2 separate regions of the Hordeum vulgare genome follow, and region 1 is linked to region 2. The links are chromatin contacts, called in public Hi-C maps. All regions are on one chromosome and are shown on one strand. Each heading gives the region's core, a stretch centred on a gene start, on an enhancer-like site or on the middle of the called end of the contact. The rest is flanking DNA. Distances are from core to core; before and after follow the strand shown. Region 1 holds the start of LOC123425646. Region 2 has its middle 9.7 kb from the start of LOC123425642.

Region 1 (3,284 bases), core at 294-2,793, 640 kb before region 2:
TATTTAACAGTAAAATATCGCATGGTATTTCTAGAACAAGATGGAGACTGCCAGGAAACTGTGCCATGAAAGGCACTGTGGTCTACACAGAATGAGACAGAGCCTGACTCCACATTTGCAATGCTAAAAGGATGGATATACAAATACAACGAGAAATAAAAGTATTTCTTCCATTGTTTGTATTCTAACATAAGTTAGCCGTCTGCAATTTATCCCAATTAAAGGAAGGAAATAGATCATGGGAATTTCAACATGATTGATGTTGGGTGAACTATTCATACGGAACAACTTACTTTGATTTCAGGCTACTCGAAGATGTGTAACTAAAGCTGTAAGAAGATGCAGATATATTCCAAAGTGGTACACGAAATACCAATTACTGTGATCATGTGCAGAATACGAAACACCGGAGTATTATATATTTAAGATATTTAAAGCTAAATACTCTTGCTATGGAGATCAAATGCACTTACATTGCCATAGAAGTTATAATTATCTCAAAATATACATCAATCGAATCAATTATAACTAAAGGATCGTGATACATCTTTCTGCTAAATAGAAAGTAGCATAATTGCGGAAATTAATTTCTTGGCATCTTAAGAAGTAATATGAGAGGGTGAATGCACCACCACCAACTGAGATCTTTATAACAGTGAATATAAGATATAGAAACTTATCATACAGTTTGTGAATTCTAGTATGAGCTTGTGAACAAGAACTGGGGCATCGACAATGATATGATAGTCCAATTTCGACGGACTCTGCACTGGAACCCAAAACAGCGATGGCCAGCTTGGGGCTTGGCTTAATACTAGGCCTAGGCCACTAGGGTTTATCCACCCATACACTTACTACCGCAACAGAGCAATTCCCGACAGCGCGTGCATCTGCATCCAATCAGCGACAGGAACCATCGCAACAAAGCAATTCCCGATCAAACCGCGCAAGCTCCTGTCCAGTAGTCTAGAATTCCCAAAAAAGTTTCTAGGACCAGTAATCTAGAATTTTCCCAGAAAATCCAAGAGAGGAAAAAAAAAAAAGGATGACTCACTCGTAACTTCGCAGGGAGTTGGATCCTCGCTGCCGTCGGACGGCGGTCGGGCGAGGACGACGGGCGAGGGGGAAGTCTCGGCGTCGTCTGCGGTCGTCTCGAAGGACACGGCGTCCTCGACCGCCGCGCCTCCCGCTGGGGCCCAGGTGCTAGTCGCCGTCCACGGCCTCCCGGGCTCGCCTCCCGATCCCGACCCCGGTGACGCCATCGCTCGTAGTCGCCGCGACGGCGGGTATCGGCGGTGTTCGCCGTTGGTCGCCTCGCTCACTTCCGGGTTCCGCGAGCGCTCGCTCAGTACGCGAATCTGGTGGAGGGGGATCCGATCTTACGGGCCCTCCAAGCAAAGTGTAGAAGATTTGGGTTGGCCGCGTTCTTCGTCGTCGTCGTCGTCGTACCGTTAGGCCTGTAGTGATGAAGCCGGCTCAACAACCTATATGGGCCTTCCGCGTTATGGGCTTAGGCCCGTTCACGAATCGTTATCCATACCGCGAATGCTCCACCACCGCAGGTGCAGACGATGCTTCCCGAGCGCGCGCGCGGCAAAGAGGATGCAGCTCCGCCTCCTCCCGTTCGCCGCGAGCGCCGTGGCCGGAAGGAGCTTCCTCGCCGCGATCCGTAGGCCGGTGACGGAGAGAAGGACGCGCCTGCTCTGCAACGGGGGCAACTCCTCGTCGTCGTCGTCGGAGAAGGAGGGCGGCGAGGCTAGCCCCGCGGAAGAGGCGCTGCGGCGGCTGGCGGAGCTCGACGCCCAGCTGGAGGGGCTGAAGGAGCCCAAGATGAGGCCGCCGGCGCCCCCTCCTCCCCCGGGTAATCATTGCCTTCTCCCACCCCGTTCTCCTCCTCCCAAGTGCAAGTTGCCTGCCTCTGTGTCCATGCTCCCGTGTTCTCTGAATTGAAAACCGGAGGTCCTGCTGAAAATCTACGGAGAGGAAATGGGCCAGTGTTTCAGTGGACTACGAAAAAGCTACCCGACGGAACCACTTTGACGAATGAATACTCCTGCTTCGGTGCGCTAGTCATTTTCTCAAGCACTCCTACCTACGAACAGGAGAAGTATTGTTTCGTTGCAGGATGCACACGAACTGTTCATTTCCTCGTTTGTTCTTTCGTAGCATGCAGTACCATGTCCTTCAAAGCTCAAGTCAGTGCACTAGCACAGTAGCACCTACTTTACAGCGTAGAGCAATGCTTCTAGATACACCAAGCCACAGTCATCCGTATAATTCGCCAGTTGCTGAGCCACGACAGCACACCTAATCCTCAAGTCGCTTCCTACTTTTTAGTAGTACTACTGTGTGCTTACAGGGTCTCCAACACACCGGGATCATCATGTGTTTCGATAGATCGAATGACATGATACGAGGAAATAAAGCGGGTCACACTCGCAACACTTCTCTGCATTCGCACGAGTCTTTCCATCAACTCATATTGAGAATAGTTCAAATCTTGTTCACGCTCATTCTTAATGATCATGTTATGCATGATCACACACGCATTCATGATGTATCAAACGATCTTTTGATCCTAAAATCTAGTCGATCCTCTCACAATAGCAAGCTGGGCTTGCAGAATACCAAAAGCTTTCTCCATATATTTTTTAGCCGCCGCTTGAGCATTGTGAAAATCAAAAAATTTCTTACCTTGCGGTGCCTTCAACAAATTCATAACTGTTTTTCATCTTGGATAGAAGCCATCCGCAAGATAGTAGCCATAGTTGTACTTATGATCATTTGCTACAAACTCCACCGGTGAAGTTTCACCATTTGCAATCTTAGCCATGAGTGGTGACCGTTGAATAACATTGATGTCATTGCAACATCCGTGCATTCCCAAAAAACATGCCAAATCCAAGTCTCATGATCGGACAGTGCTTCAAGGATTAAAGAGGAACCATTTTTTCTCGACGTGGAATTGCCCATGCCATCCAGCAGGATAGTTTTTTCAACTCTAATGCATGCAATCTATTGAGGCAAGCATACATGGGAACGCGCGAGTTTTGTTGAACACCAGAAGCCTTGTGGTGTCTTCAGCATTGGAAGCTCTCAAATATTCCGGGTCAAACACTTGCACAATTTTAATTGTGAAGCGCTTGACATACATGATGGCTTGACTCTCACCCATGATCAAGTGGTATCAACTAGATCCGCCGGAATACTGGATGCCAACATACGCAATGCGACGATCACCTTTTGGAACGTGGTAGGCCCGAGTTATTCGGCGACATTCCTCC
Region 2 (3,688 bases), core at 27-2,526:
AAGCTGTTGGATAAGGTGGGACTGGATTAAGATGGATGAAGAGAATGGGGGTTTCTTTGCAAATGTGAAATGGGGTTGCCTCTCATGCGTCGGATGCAGATCAAATGGTTAAAAACGATGTATGACACACACAGCATCATCACCAATTGTGATTTTTATAAAATAAAGATATGAGGAGTGTCGGTCAGTCCGGACGTTTGAGATGGATATAAAGGGTCTGATTAAATCATTTTTTATGACCGACGAGTTACCAGGCTGACTGTCCGAACGTTTGAGCGGGTTTGAAGGGTCCGCCTCTAGATACTCTTAGCTGCTTTCTCGTGCTTGGGTCAAGAAACCCCGTTCTTCGCTCACAGCAAAGGATGGTGCGCAACTCATACAAATCGCACAGGGGGATATTGCCTGACGGACAGGCCCGTATTGCAGTGGTTTTTCTCGGCGCTTCTTCTCACCACGGTTTCTTTTACAATTTCTTGCATCTGTGTTTCACAAAAGGATTTTCTCCTGTTTTTTTGTTCCATCAGCTTTCCATATCGCTGGTGTTTTATTCCCTTTTTTTTCTACCCGTTTTCCTTCAGTTTTTACTTCCAGTTTTACTAGGTTATATTTATTCTAAAAATCATAAAAAATATTCACCACAAAAGTTATATTCATGATACTCTTGAAACTGATTAATATTTGAAAAGTTCCTTGAACATTTTTAGAATTTAGGAATAGTTTTGAATCGACTAACATTTTGACAAAAAATAATGAATTTATTTTTTGCAAAAAAAAAAATCAATATGTTAAAGAAACCAGTAGTAGGATTTCTTAGGTAGCACAAGGAATCACTTACCGGCGCGTCACGCCATTTTTTTGTGAGGCAGGACTATACCTTTCACGGAACCAAATCTATGTGTCCATGATAAATAAAATTTGTGCCTCTCGCATCAATAGAAAATGTGTTTTCTCTTTGGAGAGGCACAGTTGTGCCTCTCACGGGACCAAAATATGTGTCTACAGGAGAATTAAATTTGTGTCTCTTAAAAAAATATATTTTTCGAGCAATTTTTGTGTGTACAAAAATCTAAAAAACCAGGAAAAAAGCCAAAAGCCAAAAAACAGAAGAAAAAAATCATCTAAAACCCAAAAAAGATTACAAAAATAATAATATAAGATGAAATCTCAAAGGAGCATCCAGCACGTGACACGTAGCGATAGTCGCGATCTCAGCCCACGAAAAGTGACCCTTGCGGGAGCCCCGAAACGAGTACTCCTCGCCTAGCTGCTCCCGGGATTTCCTATCTTGCGCATATTATGGCAAAGTGTCATGAAACATATAGACATCGAGTGAATCGGGCCAGCCCATTTTTAGCTCAACACAAAGCTTTGTGGTTCCACGTGTTGGGAACCTTGTAGAAGATTCTTGAACATTTCTTCCTTTTATAATTTTTGGGCTTTTCTGTGCTTTTTTATTTATTGCATAGATTCAAAATTTTCCAAAACTTTAAATCTTCAAAATTGCTTGGTAATTTAAAATTTTGTTCACGTTTTTAAAAAAAATTGGAAATTAGAAAATTGTTCGCACTTTTAAAGAAGCTGTTCAAAATGTAAAAATGTTCTCTAGAATTACAAACTATTTTTTGATTTGCAATGCTTTATTCACGTTTATTAAACTTTCATGATTTAATTTCTAAAATTTCTGATTTTTGAATTTTTTTAGAAAATCATAAAATGTTCAGAATTTCAAATAAAATCATGTTTACAATTTTTTCATGTTTTCCATATTTTTGTGACAATATTTCAAAAAAGTTTAAAAATTCAAAATTTTGTTCTTGTTATCAAAAACACTTTTGAAACTTCAAATTTTGTTTCAAATATGCTGATGAATTGAGGTCTTCAATATTACTGCCCATCATTCACGAATAACCACCATCTCCATTGGTAGTACCTTGCACTAAAGAGTGGGAGGTTGGGAGTTCTATTGCTCACATATGTTTCGTTTTGAGAAATTTGCGTTGTTGCGCTTCAAACAGCGGATGACTCGGTCGAGAAAGCAAGTCACTTGTTTATTTCCCTCGCAATTTGACGTAGTTATCGTCATGTAGAGATTCCTTCTCGTTGTTCGTGTGTGCTCCCACGCAACATGCCACCCATCCTCCCGCGGTTCGCTTTTGTGGCCAAGAGAAAAAAGATTTAGAATAATTTCACACTTTTTCCATGTGATTTTTTTTCCGCAAGGATGCTCGAGTACATGCCTCCTCGGTGCATCGTCATGTGAGAGTACCCTTAGCATTGTCTCTTTCGTGTGCGCCTCACGCCGATGCCTCCTCGGAGCGCTCTGCGTGGTCCATTCTCCACAGTCGACCCTACACTCAATCATTTTTCCTCCAGGTTGCGTTGTTATTGCGAGTCGTGCACCACTACAAGAAAAATACGTATCCGTGACATTCTTGCCCGAATGTATGTCATGAAAGTGACACTTGAATGACGACAATAATGACAAAAACATGTATCATCATTGATGTGACCAACAACGCAAAAACAGATCAAGTTATCAACTCAAATATTTTGACAATTGGTTAAATTACAATGAAAGTATCACCGTCAGAACCACCACGTGAAGAAGTCACGCCTAATTTTCATACTCTGAGTTGGACACTGGTCGATGCTAATCAAATTCAAGTAGCGTAAGCTTTTGCTTGTTAGTCCTATATTTACTTCGTTAATAGAAGCCAAAGCTAGTACGACTCAGGTCTTGTTTTGGTTGGGTAGATCCTACGTGATATGTTTTGGTTCGGGTGGATCCAATGTAATCAATAACGTTAGTGGTTATTTTACTAAGGACCGTCCACTCGAAGAACATGGCATTTAGAATGTTTTTTTGATAGTTTTAGTTGTATCAGAGGTGACAGTTTCTTGAGAACAACATGGCATTTTGTAGGAGGATGGTAGTTTTGAGTCTTCATTCCAGAAAATGGCATGATGTTGTAAAGAAACTATCACCCTCAATCAACTAAAACCGTCATCAAACTGTTCACAACACCCCTCCCACCAAATGGTCCCGATATAAGAAGGTTCTTGGTAGAGGCAAAGTTGTCCCTGTCTTTCGATGAGATGGTGGTTATCATTTTTGGTGGAGTAGACTTCGACGATCTGACTTCGAACGTGTGAGGACGTCGTGCCTTAGCAATCGCTAAACCAACTCCAAGAGGTTATTGACCACGCCGGAGCACGATCAACCTAACCACGAGGGTTTGTTACCTACACGCAAACAATGAACAAGCAAGAAACTAAGATTGCAATCCGGATATTGCGAATATAAGAGAAAAGCTTTATTGATGAAGATGGGGTTCTGTGACGCCTTTGTGTGGTCATGGAACACAAACGAAGAACGCGAAGTTGCTGCTATGGCGAACTTGTAATCCAAACAAAACCCAAGTCTAAACGGTGTCCTAAGGGTTGTATATATGAGGGAACAGAGAGGGATTTTCATGACCCTTGGAGGAGGGGTCCGAAAATGACCCTAAACTCGGTTTCCCACACACACGAACTCTGAAAACAACCTATAATATGGTATTCCGAAATTACATGGGCCTGACCCAAAAATAAGGTGACGCAACACCTAAAATAGCCTATGGACGAAATTTATAAAGTGGCGTCTTGAATATTTTGTCCAAGCCTTCATGCTCTCGTTACGGTGGCTTCA

The links. A called contact is a pair of places that touch in the nucleus more often than the background predicts.
Region 1: a Hi-C map of seedling shows a contact between it and region 2, with 3 times the contacts expected there. The contact joins the promoter of LOC123425646 here to the enhancer-like site in region 2. A contact is called at or near these places in 1 of 6 Hi-C or Micro-C datasets (seedling) and 1 of 1 datasets of contacts at active chromatin or transcription factors (embryo).

Annotation. Positions count from the first base shown.
Region 1 is chr2H:156,846,875-156,850,158 of MorexV3_pseudomolecules_assembly, reverse strand. LOC123425646 reads left to right here and starts at 1,543. Exons shown (of 2, transcript XM_045109344.1): 1 at 1,543-1,861. The coding sequence starts at 1,546. It overlaps LOC123425645, which reads right to left and starts at 1,440. Exons shown (of 3, transcript XM_045109343.1): 1 at 1,055-1,440. The coding sequence starts at 1,262.
Region 2 is chr2H:156,204,854-156,208,541 of MorexV3_pseudomolecules_assembly, reverse strand. No RefSeq gene overlaps it. Among protein-coding and RNA genes, the nearest start is that of LOC123425642, 9.7 kb to the right of the region's middle. Within about 2 kb of position 1,276, at least 2 of the 3 cell types and tissues checked have open chromatin away from gene starts, as enhancers often do. A contact at or near this core is called in seedling, where this site is marked.